Regions from separate parts of the Macaca mulatta genome. Here region 2 is linked to region 1. A link is a contact called in public Hi-C data. All regions are on one chromosome and are shown on one strand. The core of a region is the stretch at or near the end of the contact, and the rest is flanking DNA. Distances in the headings are between cores, read along the strand shown.

Region 1 (6,617 bases), core at 3,166-5,665:
ATTATTTCCATGGAGAGTACTATTTTCATTTGTAAAGTTAAAAAAGCAAGTATACCTATAGTTCAGATCTCATATGGCTCAATTTATTATATTTTAAAATGCAGATTATTTGCTACTTTACAGCTCTAATGTTTATAATCTCAAAACTTGCAAATGTCATTTTTTAAAAAACAAATTTGCTGTGAATTTTCCTTCTGGTATTAAAAAATTGAATGTTTTTAATTTAATACAATAGAATGCATCTAATTTTAATAAAAAAATGAAGAGGAATATAATGGAATAAATTTTAAATAATTCCATATGAAAGAGAAAATGGAATTAGGTAAAAATGCTCCAAATCTATTATATTTATATAAAAACTTCTACTTAAAAGAAAGTTGCTTGAGGAACATTGCTAGAATTAATGTTCAAAAGGTATTTATCAACACATTGCAGAATTTTGTTATTTTCAATATGTGCACCCAAATGGAAACTCAAGTTTTAATGTATGTCATTCTAAGTTTATATATTATAGTTGTTTCATAGATTCAAGAAGCATTCATTAATCACCTACTATGTGCAAAACAGCGTGAGAGTAAAAGAAAGGCTAAATAGGTGATTAAAGTATAGCTCTTGTTCCGAAAGGGGTTACATGTAACAGGTGAGCCAACAATACTTCATGGAAATAAGAAAGGTGTGAGAACCCGAAGAATAAATGAGGGAATCAACATTTATTGGATGCTTACTTGGGCCAATATATCTCCCATTGGCACAGGTAAGCACCTAATAAATGTTAATCCTTCAATGTGGGGAAAATATTATTTAAGTAGGTGGAAAAATAGAGAATCAGAAAAAAGATGAAAACCCAGCTAGTCAGTAGCTGAAGCACTCTTTCCATTATACCATAAGAAGCTCCAAGAAGGGAAAGACAACTTTTTGGTGAGAGGATGGATACGTACACATGTATGTGGGGTATCCAGGAATCGTTTTTAGAGGATTCCAGAGAGGACAGAGGAAGATCATCGCAACATGTGTGCACAGGCTGGAGGGGAAAGTATGAGGTATGAATATGGAAGTGGGGCCCTTATGTGTCATAGTATTTTATTGTAACTAATTTGTGCCATTAATTGTAACATTCCAATTGTGCCTAATTGTAACATTAGATAATTATAACATATCTATCTAAAGATAGATATGATAGATATGTTAGATGATAGATTTAGATATGTTATAACATATCTAAAGATAGATATGTTGTAATTAGTGGATGTGAGGGAAAGGGGGCTAGATGCAGAGCTCAGAGCTGGGAAGCAGACATGATAGTGGAGGTGACGCTGGAAAAGGCCTGCATGAAAGTGACTGGAGGAAGGTGGAAAAGAAGACACATCTGAAGATGTGATGAAGACATTTAAACTAGAAGGACTGAAAACTGTATTGATTGCAATAAAACAAAGTTATGAAATGGCATTTTCCCCCTAATTTGCAGACAGCTCATCCCCCAAATCAAAACATGTTGTTTACCAAGTAATCACATAATATCACCAGCTGTTTGCAGTTATAGTAAGGCTTTTACATGTCTTTCTCACTTTCTCATACTTCAACAGGAAGATTCCCCTTTGCTGCACATTATTGCCAAGATATGACACGTGAAAAATACAGGCATTGAAAACCTAACAGTACATGTTCACTTTAGGCCTTAGGAAAAAAAAAATAAAGATTATATTTTAAAATTTGTTCAGAGTTCTGGAAATAAGCTTTATTTTCACTTCTAGTTAATTTCAATCTCTCAACATAGCTTTTACTTATAAAATAGACTTAATTCCTATCCTCTCCCTTGAAATTAAATTAGTGCTAAATCATCTACGGTTTCACTAATCCAAAGCCTTACATCTCTAAATGTACACAGATATTGAGCAGAGTTTTTGCCTTAGAGAAATCTGGGTGAGGTACAGGTAATGCTCGTAATACTGTAAAAGATTTTTCCAGCCGGGTGTGGTGATTCACGCTTGTAACCCCAGAACTTTGGGAGGCCGAGGCGGGCGGATCACCTGAGGTCGGGAGTTCAAGACTAGCCTGACCAACATGGAGAAACCCCATCTCTACTAAAAATACAAAAATTAGCCAGGCGTGGTGGTGCATACCTGTAATCTTAGCTACTCCTGAGGCTGAGGCAGGAGAATCATGTGAACGCGGGAGGTGGAGGTTGCGGTGAGGTGAAATCGTGCCATTGCACGCCAGCCTGGGCAACAAGAGTGAAACTCCGTGTCAATAAATAAATAAATAAATAAATAAATAGAAATAAAAAATTAAAAAAAGATTTTTCTAACCACTAATTTTTCAAAGACAGTATCACCACTGGTTGAGTATAAGAAGAACTGACAAAAAGTTTGTCGGCAGGTAACATTTACTTTTATATTAACAACATTATTTCTAGTTGTAAATTTTCCTGTTGTTAGAATTAGATATTTTATCTGCTTTGAGGGTGTTTGGGTGTGGTTTTCTTTTCTGGACAATGTGTTAGGTAAAAGAAATTCAATGCATGTGTTATGTGTAAGCAATTCAGAATACCAAACTTTACCTTGTTCATAATTCATCCTTCTTTTGGTTATGTAAGACTAAGTAAGTGAAGTTTTTATATAGTTAGGGAAATGGGTTATCATTCTTTATCAAAATCATCTTGGTTTTAAACAGAATTGAAGCCATATAGTATTGGATTCGACAGATAATTTCAAACCCCAAATTCTATGATTGTACTTTCTCACTACACATTCTTTTACATGGTCTGCCTGATTAAGGATTGAAATAAATTTGCCATCTTTACATTTTCTGACTTTTCACATCTCTGCAAACACAGAGGTAGAGAGGAAAAAGGTCTGAACATTAAAAATGTGCACCTTTGCCAAGGTAGTGTACTTTTCCCTATCTTCTTCCCTTCCATCCACAACTTACTTTTCTTTAAATCTAAATTCTATATGGAGATAGAATTACATGAACTGGCTTGGAAACGCATGCCTGTGTGTGTACACACACATACACACACACTCTCCTCTAGTGATCTCACTCCGTTATCATCCATGCTTTGTATTCTTCCAAATGTTTTTGCTCTTTTACACCCACCCCAAGTCCACACAACGAAGTGATTTTCTCTTCTAAACCTGTTTTTCTCTTCTTTCTCCTTTCGCTTTTCATAGCTAACAAGTTGCCTTACTTTAAGATTTCTACTCCGTATCTGTCAACGATTTTAAAAATCTGCATTTTTTTCCTCCCCAATGCTTGAAGTACTTTTTCTTTTAACCATACAGGGTATCCAGACTCTAGGTACTAACCTCCACCTACCCCTAGTTTCCTTAATCCCTCTGGAATGGGTTCTTGTAGTTTGTTTGCTATCTTTCATCACTCTCCTAACATGCCCGTGGCTGTTGCCATAGGAAGGGAGTCCAGTTTACTTTTCCACGTGCAGAAGCACTCGCTATACAATATATTTATGGTCTATCCGCCACTCACCTCATTCAAGAAAGAGCTGTTAGTACAAGAACTGCCACAATGACATAATTTCTTACAGCATCCTTCCACCCTTACAGTAAAACTCCCTTCCTTCACTCCCTGCCCAACCTAGAGGGAAACTTCAGTGATTCTAGTAGAGGCAAGTTTCTCGTTGAAATCCTGCGCAGTTGTCGATAGTCTACTGCTTTTCAAACTTGTGTTTTTACATCGTTTCCATCCGGATGTAGCAGAGTGCAAAGGGCTGTTTACCGTAGGCCCAGGATCGGATCAGGGAGTAGGAGCTGTGGCTGCGTTCCCCGGAACAGAGACCGCACACCGAGGACCGACTCCTCAACCCCCCACTCCCACTGGGTTCCCGACGCCCTCGCTGTGCCCGTGCCTTCCCGCTCCCGCTGCCTAGGCTACTTCGCTCGAGGAGTGCTCCACAAATTTCAGACATTTGTTCCTCTTCGAAACCTCAAGACCAGGAGAGACCCCTCCTCTGCACCCTGCTGTCTTCCTAAGACGCATCTTAGGCTGTGGGACTCCTCCTCTAGGTTGGACCACCCTTCCCATTTTCCCCAGAACCTAGGAGTGGCAGGAGGCAGAGAACGCACCAGGCAGACGCCGCCTTTGTTGTCATTAGGAACGCACACTGGGCCTGAAGTGGCTGGAAACCGCCACATCGATGGGGAACCCGGCTGGCCCTGGCTCACATTGGTGCCTTCGCTCTCATTTCCTGCTTCTCGGCCTCTCCCTTGTTTCTCTTCCCACCCCACTCCACGCCACAGTACAGCAAAGCTTTCTCTCCGCACACAAACTTCCCCTTCCCGGCGTTCCCACCACCCTGGCGGTTTCCCACGCGGGGCGGGGCGGGACGGGGGCGCAGGGCAGGGACGTACTGTAGCGCCCGGAGCGCCGCGCTCACCTAGGATGGTGAGGAGGCGGGTCCGCAGCCTCTCGCCCCCTCCCGCCGCGCGCCCCGCCCGCCCAGCCGCTTCCGCCCCGTCTGCTCCCCGCCCCCGCCGACCCTCCGGCGCGGCGCTGACCCTGCGCCCTCCGAGCAGCCGCGGGAACGGCGGGGCCGCCCGGCCGCCTCCTCCCTCTCCCGCCCCACAATCCCGCGGATCCGCTCCCCGGAGCGCGGAGGCGGGGAGGGAGGGGCTGCCAGGGAGAGCGTCAAGGACTCGGCTTTGGGCCGCCCGCTTCTCGGGGCTCCGCTCTGGGCGCGGGGCAGTGGGGCTGGACTCCCTTCCCCGCCGCCCCTGGGCGCCGGTGGGGTCTGCAGCTCCCGGTTCCTCTGCCCCAGTCCTGCAAGTTTGCTTGCTTTCCCACAAAACTGGCGCGGGCAGGGCCCCTTCTCTGGGGTGGCGAGGCCAGGCGCGCGTTTCCGCCTCGCCCCCATTCATCCCGCCAAGGTGAAGTGCCGGGAGAAGGGGCGCCCCCGCCTCGCCCGCAACGTGCGTCGCTCGGGAACCCAAACAATGACTCCCCTGCCTGCCGCGCCCGGCCCTCCGCCTGCCCCACCCGCCCCACCGGCGCGCGGGGCTGCCCCTGCTCGACCCCATTGTTGCCCAGCGCGGGCGATGCCCGGCTCCCGGGGGCGGTCCCCGCGAGCGGCCCCGCAGCCCCGGCCGGCGGCCCGGGCCGGCTCCGCCCACACCTTTCCAAGTTCGCTGGCGGGCGAGCCGCAGGGACTGCCCGGGCGACGGCCCCCTCCCGCCACTGCGCGCCCCCACCCGGGCGGGTGCGGCGAGGGGTGGGGGCCCAAGCGGGCTGCGCGCTTTCTGTGTTCCCGAATTCTCCTAAGCCTGCCTGGCGCGCTCTGACACAAAAGAGGGGACTTTCTCGCTTCTCGGCGCGAGTCCTTGCCCGGCGAGTTGCCCTCCAGGAGTCCCTCCCTCCGCGAGTCCCCGCGGGCCACCTAGGCCCCCTCGGCCGACTACTCCCCGAGCTCCCAGGGCCATGTTTAGGTTATTTGGGGTGCCGCAGCAAAGTGGTGCAGGTGAAAGGGAAGGGCGGCCGAGGCCCGGGGCCGAGGGGCGGGGGCAGGGGTGGGGCGGGGTGGGGCGGGGTGGAGGCGCAGCGGACCCAGCCCGGCGGTCCGGGTGGGGAGGCGAGGGCCGGGCAGTGGGTGTTGCCTTCTACCTCTGCGAGCGGGGAGGGGTTAGTTTCCCACAGGGGATTTCAACCATCACACTCAGATCCCGCCTCCTAATCCTCGGGCGGAGCGGCTCGGGGGCCCCATTTTATGGCAATAAAGCGACTTAGCGCCTGCTGAGCGAGCCCCTCCCCGCCGCCGCCCCCGCCCTCGGCCCCACCCCGGGGCTCGCCCGCAGCGGCGGGGCTTTGTTTCTGGGGAGGAGGACCCGGAGCTCTTTTGTTTGGGGGTTTCTTATTTTCGGCCCCCCCTCACCTCACCCCGCCCCACCCCACCCCAAGCGCCTCTCCGGTTTCCTGAGCTGCGGGCTGCGAGGGAGGAGAAGCGGCGTCCTGCAACCCCCTCGGCTGGGCCCCGGGGTAATTCGATGCGGGCCTGGCGAGGCTCCCCACACTAGACCGGGGCTCGCGTCTCGGCAGCCTCCACCCACCGGCCTACCCTACATTTAGCGCATCATGTGATCCGGGTAAGTCATTTGCAAGTACAACAGTTCCCCGGGTTGCCCCCCATTCATTTCCTGAGAACTGCAGAGAGCCGCTGAGAGGCTCTGCGTGTGCGTGTGCGCGGGTGACGCCGTGTGTGTGCGAGTGAGTGTGTGTGTGTGCGCGCGCGCGCGTGTGAGAGAGAGAAAGGGAGAGAGAGGGGGACTCTGTGTGAGGGAAAGAAAACAATTTCTCCTGCTCTGCAGCTTCTGTTCAGGTCTGTGCCGATTCCGTTTCTTATCAAAATAAACAACCCCCTCTTTTTTTTTTTGCCATCCCAAATCAGACCGTATTCTCTTAACGTGTTTTATTTTCCTTCTGTCATCTGCTCAAGTTAAATCATTTTGGTTGGTCTGTGTTCTTAAAGGGGGAAAGTGCTGGGAAGCGGGAGGGGGCCGGGGAAGGGCGATGCTGTTGCAAAGCAAGTAGCGTCGGTCGGATTCGTGGAGAAGAAAGAAGGAGGTTTCTTTCCCCCTCCCCTAATTTTTTTTTTCAGAAGAAGTTATCAAGTA
Region 2 (6,960 bases), core at 3,143-5,642, 150 kb before region 1:
AGTTACAATAGAATGTATGTGGAAGAGACCAGGCACAGTGGTTCACACTTGTAATCCCACCACTTTGGGAGGCCGAGGTGGGTGGATCATGAGGTCAGGAGATGGAGACCATCCTGGCCAACATGGTGAAACCACATCTCTACTAAAAATGCAAAAATTAGCCGGGCATGGTGGCACGTGCCTATAATCCCAGCTACTCGGGAGACTGAGGCAGGAAAATCACTTGAACCCTGGGGGGCAGAGGTTGCAGTGAGCTGAGATCACGCCACTGCACTCCAGCCTGGCAACAGACCAAGACTCCGTCTAAAAAAACTGAATAGTAAATGACCTCTTGAGAAATTTTCTCATTAATTTGGGGGATTAGAAAACCAAACATGTGGCATTATGTCATCTAAACCAGTGCCTCACTTAACGTGTCCGATGTACATGATTTGGGTGATGGGCACCTAAAAGCCCTGACTTCCCCACTACACAATCTATGCATGTAACAAAATTGCACTTGTACCCCGTAAAGTCGTACAAATAAAAACAAAAATAAACTCCTGCTACTCAAAGTGTGGTTCACAGACCAGCACATGGCTTCACCTAGAAGTTTTTGGCAATGCCAAATCTCATGCCCTAGTCCAGGCATTCTGGAAAAATACGTATTATTTTAATAAGGTCCCTTTGATGGTTGAGCGATCTCAGATACTTTAAAGTTTAAGAAGCACTAATCTAAGAGAATTAACATTGAGGGTAGTGGAGGAGAAAGAGGTGAGAGGAGATAGTCAATTTTCTTTAAAAATGGGCTCTACATTCAGAATTTCAGTCATGGCTCTATACATTTTTAAGAGCATTCTGGTTAGCACTAATTTTATTTCATATTACTATGTTCAGAAGTTTCTAGAAGAAGCAGCAGCCACAGGTGCTGACATGGCCAATATATAAAAGGCAGATGCTCCTTCAAATGCAGTGTTTTATACAAGACTGCCAAAATCCAAGCTATAACTGGATGATTAGGTGGCATTTGAACTGCTCATTTGGAATGTCAGCAGGGATAATGCTTACGTCAGCTGGATGCTGTCTTATATTGTCCTTCAGTTACTGGGAAAATAGAAATCCAGAAGAGAGTCTATTTTATCATTACGATGGACTGAGAAAGAGAACAGAAAGATCTTAAAATATTCTGTGACACTTCCATCAGTTCATTTCACACATATGCATATTAATATGTGTGTAGGTGTGTGTAATGTTGAGAATGTCTGGAATTCTTGAATTTACTATTATTTCCTGCATTTACTAATCTGATCTCCAATCATTACTGTTTCAAAGTCCCTCGATCGTACCCAACAATTCATGAGAATCACAGCCAACATGAACAAGTTTTGAGAGAGTTTGAAGGGGGAAAAAATAGTAGACCTCAGAAAGGGTACACCAGCTAAAAATCTTCACCCAGGATTTTCCCTGGAATCTCTTCTGGCCCAGCTTCCCACACCTCATCTATCCTAACGAGCACTGGAGCCCTTTGGGTAAAGAATACTACAACTGTATATTCTCATTGTCTTAACATCTCATTCTTATAATGTGATGGGTAAAATGAAATATTTCCTCTTGGCTCAATAAGAAAAGCTCATATAAATTCTCAACTTTGGTATGAGACAGGGGTGTTCAGATCCCCTTTCTGGCCATTGCACCTATGTGCCTGTTGTACCCCTGTCCTGAAGAACTTAAGAGTTCCTATTGCTGTCTTCATCAATGCTCATTAACAATGATTTTTAGGAATCTGCTATGTCCAAGCACTTTTCTAGGCTCAGGGCTCAGAAACAAACAAAGATGCTACTCACGTGGACCTGACATTCAAGAGAGCAAAACAGATAATAAACAAATTAAGAATAAACAAAATCATGTCTAGTGGCAATGAAAAAGCATAACATAGTGTTATGGGAAAGAGAGTCACAGGGAAGCCATTTCAGGCAGGGTGTTAAGCCAGATTTCTCTTGTTAATATTTGAACTGAGACCTGAAGAAAGTGACCAAGGTACACTTGGGAGGGGAAACAGTCCAGGCAAGGGGAGCTGCAAAGTAAAGTCCTCCAGCCAAAACACACTAGGCGTGTTTGGGAAGTCGCAAGAAGGTCATTATGGCTGGGATAGAGTGTAGGAGAAAAGGAGTGACAAGAAATGATCAGTCAGGAGACAGGTCATGTAGATTCTTGAAGGACCTTAAGGACATAACAAAGTTAAAACCACAAACACACACACACACACACACACACAAAGAAAATAAAAGAAACCCTTTCATTTACTGAGAGAGGCATTATGTTAATCAAACATATATACTTTATTCAGTCTAATTCTCACAATCTTCCCATCCCACACCTGGGTATCATCATTATCCTTCCAGAGAACTGAAGCTTAGATAGGTTAATTATAATGATCAAGGTTGCAAAGCTACTAATTGTTGGAGTTGGGATTTGAATTCAGGTGTGTCTGACACCAAACGCCATTGTACTCAACACCATACAGAGAGATCTCTCCAATCAAAATTTACAGCCGGGCCCGGTGGCCATGCCTGTAATCCCAGCACTTTGGGAGGCCGAGGCAGGCAGATCATGAGGTCAGGAGATCAAGACCATCCTGGCTAACACAGTGAAACCCCGTCTCTACTAAAAATATAAAAAATTAGCTGGGCATGGCGACCTGCCCCTGTAGTCTCAGGAAGTTGGGGCAGGAGAATGGCGTGAACCCGGGAGGCGGAGCTTGCAGTGAGCCAAGATCGCGCCACTGCACTCCAGCCTGGGTGACAGAGCGAGACTCTGTCTCAAGAAAAAAAAAAAAAAAAAAAAAAATCACATGCACTTTGTTCGTGGAAATACCAGGAAGTTCAAGTACAGTGGATACGGCTCTAGTTCCTTCTAACTTTAATAGAATGGTAGTCTATTCTCCACTTTTTACTGCAATTAAACTTAACTTTGGTCTCATTTCCCATGCTCTTAACACAGTGAGCATCTCGTTGAATGTTCAGTGTCTACAATAGTATTGTAAAGCATGTAAAGTATAAAATAATCAAGTTTTAGAACATCTGGCTAACCTGTGATCAGACTCTGCAGACAGTAAGTTCTGATACATAGCTGAGAAGACATTTTCATTTCAAAAATAGTTGGTATTAGCTACTGAATTTGAGGTATGGATGCCCAAAATATCTGGTGCTTTCTACCTCTTCCTAATTTACATCATCTTTACTGATTTGTGTGCCTGCTTTTCCAGATTTCTCTCACTAAGATGTATATGCATATATGTATGTCCAGTCAGGGAGGTCTATTCCATACATGGTCATCCTTTCTCATCTCATTCTCGTACACACGAATACTTTCTAGTCTTTCTCTGCCGGTTAAAATCAAGTTGCTCCTTTAATGGCCTGCCCTTCTCACTGGAGCATCTAATATACAGCCATGGCTGTGGACTGGATTAACCTTCACTGTATATGTTTTGCTTCGCCAACTGACAATGGACAGCCTGACCTTGTCGTCTGTATCTCTGAGGATGTGACTTTGCCCAGAGAGCCATGCTTGGGGCCTCACTTGGCACCATAGATGATGAGACTTTTGAGCTTCAGCTTAAGATCACTGCCAACATTTCTTCCTGGACTCCCAATCACCCTTGCATCTCATGCTGACCAGAATATTTACTTGAATGTTTCAGTTAGTTGAATAATTCCTAACTCATACACAACTGATTTATCTGTCAGCTTCATTATAAGGTAGTGTAGTTTTCAAACCTATTTATAGGAGTTTCCTCAGAAAAGTCCAGGAATCTGCGTGACCTGAAGCACACATTTAATGGCACAAAAACCTAATTGGTTTAAAAATAAAACCCACTTCGGACAAAAATAAACTAGGTAGGTTTTCCTTCCTCCAATGCCGTCTATCCTGCAAACGGGTAAATTTTAGATCTACTTCTTTGTAAGAAAGTTCTGCTTGCTGGGGCAACAAATTGTTGTAGAATAAGTGGAATAAGTTTGTTTTCAGTTAGGCCAGTGGGACAATACTAAGTTAAGCATACTCTTTCTGGAAACACTTCAGTGAAAGTTCTGTCCAAGTGTTTGTTTGTTCATTTGTTTTAACGAAAAACAGACTTTCCCTATGTTGTGTTTGCTGTGCAAACGGACCTAGCATCAGATGGCATGTAAATCAGGTATAAATTATAAAGGTTTTTATATTTGTTTTCAGGACAACAATGTTTAACGTACTCTGCCTTCTCCAACAGTTTGTTGAAGTGCAGAAGCTGAAAAAATTCTGGGCTTGTAAAGAAACTGCAGTGCCTAAAACTCTCCAGAAGTACTCAGAATGACAGGGCTCTTAACCAATAATACGTGAGATTCAAGGAACACATTGTCGCTACTCAGCAAATAATAAGAGGCAGGTATAAGTATGACATCATTGAAATACAGTCTCATTGGCGGTTCCTCTGTGTGCTGGTTACTGCTCTATTTGTGGAAGCAGCAGCCTTATTCAAATTAACCTTTTCACGCAGAGGGGCGGAGGGAGGTAGTGAGTAATACGCTGCAGTCTTTTCCCTGAAGGTGATGTGCTCTCAAATTCGCTTTACATTGCCTTTGAGCAGACAAAATAAAAATAAATTCAGCTGTGGCAGTGTTTCACAGGGATAGTGGCTGCTGGAATTAGATCAGGTCAGTGGAAAGGAATGAAAAAGAATCTGTGGCTGAGTTAAAACAAATTTCTGAATTTTATTCTTGCTTTTATTCTTTCCCCCTTATTATTTCTCTGTGTCTCATTCGTGGTCTCAACGGCTGCAGAGACTAAACTTGGTATCGCTCCAATCGGCCATTTGAGAGGGAAATTTCTTTGAATATTAATACCTCTAGCCCGTGCTGTCTGGGGGTCTAGCAGACAGGTCAGATTAATGGATGGTTTTCTGGCATTGTAGAAATACTCAGGAGTATGAAGCTGATGAGATAATTTAATCACATTTACTGTAGTCTGTGAGGAACTGTCATCCTGTATCCTGTTACTGTTATATAATATAGGGCCTCCAGCTACATCAATGATACACGAGAGAGCCCACTCAAGTTTTTAACTCTTAGTATTTTGTTTTAATTTATGAGGGCTCCAATGTAAGGTGGCTGTCCTTTAATGATCTATCTCTTCCTTTCCCAGTTTAGTTTCTGGGACTTCACACAACTTTGCCTAAATAAAATGCTTTAGGTCTTTGGCCTTATTTTATTTTCTCTCTTTAAGCTTCTCTTTTACTGTCTGTTGTCATCTACGAAAATCACTCTATACAGAAGCCATGTAAAATTTTGAATCCTGCTGTAGCATATATTTGCCTTGGTCATTTCCTGTTTGGGGAATTTATTTACATTTTTTCCCTTCCCTTATTACCTGTTACTTTCTACCTCAAAATTTCTCTACTTGTCAAAGACAAAATGATGGAAATGACAAAAGAATACAGAATGTTGACTATACACCTGTCACCTCTGCCATAATATGAAGTTGGGCCAAAATGGCTGTATTTCAGGTCAGAAATAAGTTACTGCCTGCGTGTAGCTAAGCTCTCTCTGCTCCAAACTCAAGATTCCTTGTTCCACTCTTGCATATCCTTAAAGAGGTGTTAACCTCTGAGAGCTTAGAGCTTCCCTTACTACTCCACTGAGAGTATTAATAACCATGTCACCACACATTAATGACAATGTCACCAAAACGACATGACATTCTCATTTAGTTACCATCCCGTTCCATCTCTCTGTACTTGTATGGCTTCTTTAACTTAAAATTCATTTTAACTGGCTGGACCCAAGGTAGTGAGTTGTCGCAATTGATTGTTCGCAGTCAGTTACAGATCGAACTCTTTGTTCTACCCTTTCCCCCTTCCTCACTACTGCACTTGACTAGTCTTAAAAAAAAAATAGAAAAAATATATAAAAATTCCTTTATCTGGGTATTGTAGCTGTTGTGAGGTTCTAAATAAAGCTATAAAGCTATAAATATTCGGAAAATAGTAGCTTAGATGAGGATGGTTCGTGTACTACGTTTTCATCACTACTATTCCTTAAAGTGAATAAATAATGCAAGAGAAGTTTGAATGCAGAGGAGCGCCAGGAAGCTTGTTGACCAGTGGGGAGCAGGTGTTGACTGGGGAGACTGGCAGAACAGAGGCAGGAAGGGTGAGGCTCTACTCCGCTAGTGCTGCATGACCGGCCCTGCCGCCACCCTGCCAGTTTTCAGCCAAGGATCACTGTGAGCTGTTCAGCTCTTTGCTGGATAGCTGCCAAAATCCCACCAACAAGGTGTCTAGAGCGGCTTTTAGCACAGCTCTCTGTATGCTGCTGAAACCCACCAGTCTAGGCTTCCCAGGCTTCCATTTCTTGACTCTGCACAGTTCTCTGCCTAATCCTAGCCCTTCCTTTGAAATCAGACTGTCTCCTGCCCTACCTTGGCAAACCACTCCCCGCTCTGTTGAGAGGAGTGCAGAGGTTGCTGATTTGACCTGGAGCACCACACATTTTCAGCTCATTATGCCTGAATGCCGCATTGTTCCTGTGCTGAATGAAGTTTTGGAAAATGACTTTCAGATGTTACAGAGTCCCACTCTGCTGCTGTTTTACCCCTTTACCTCGCTTCTCTGCCGTTTATAATCCCATAAAACTCATCGTCTGTGTTTGGCTCTGGACAAAAATGAAAAGACTCATAAAATAGCATCTTAGATGAGCTGGACTGATATAAACTTGAAATGCTTCAGCTTAAGACCACTACCAAATAATTTAATTATTTGCCTTTCACTAGACTTACCTCTTTAGTTTGTCTGTTTGCTTCTTTTGCGGTAACTCTCAAATCCATTGGGTTATTTTAGTCAGTGCCCACAAATTACTGTGACCCTCTTTATCTGAACTCTGATCAGAAAGCCGCCTAGTTCTCCCCAGGTTTTTTTTTCTTCCCCCCTTCAAACCAGAAAAGTAGCTGCTG

Evidence for each region. A called contact is a pair of places that touch in the nucleus more often than the background predicts.
Region 2: a contact with region 1 is called in a Hi-C map of fetal cortex germinal zone, with 4 times the contacts expected there. The contact joins two enhancer-like sites. A contact is called at or near these places in 3 of 14 Hi-C or Micro-C datasets (CD4 T cells, fetal cortex germinal zone and liver).

What each region holds. Positions count from the first base shown.
Region 1 is chr17:68,900,844-68,907,460 of T2T-MMU8v2.0, reverse strand. No RefSeq gene overlaps it. Among named protein-coding and RNA genes, the nearest start is that of KLF12, 190 kb to the right of the region's middle. Within about 2 kb of position 4,415, at least 22 of the 40 cell types and tissues checked have an H3K27ac peak or open chromatin away from gene starts, as enhancers often do. A contact at or near this core is called in CD4 T cells and fetal cortex germinal zone, where this site is marked.
Region 2 is chr17:69,051,358-69,058,317 of T2T-MMU8v2.0, reverse strand. No RefSeq gene overlaps it. Among named protein-coding and RNA genes, the nearest start is that of KLF12, 340 kb to the right of the region's middle. Within about 2 kb of position 4,392, at least 30 of the 40 cell types and tissues checked have an H3K27ac peak or open chromatin away from gene starts, as enhancers often do. A contact at or near this core is called in CD4 T cells and fetal cortex germinal zone, where this site is marked.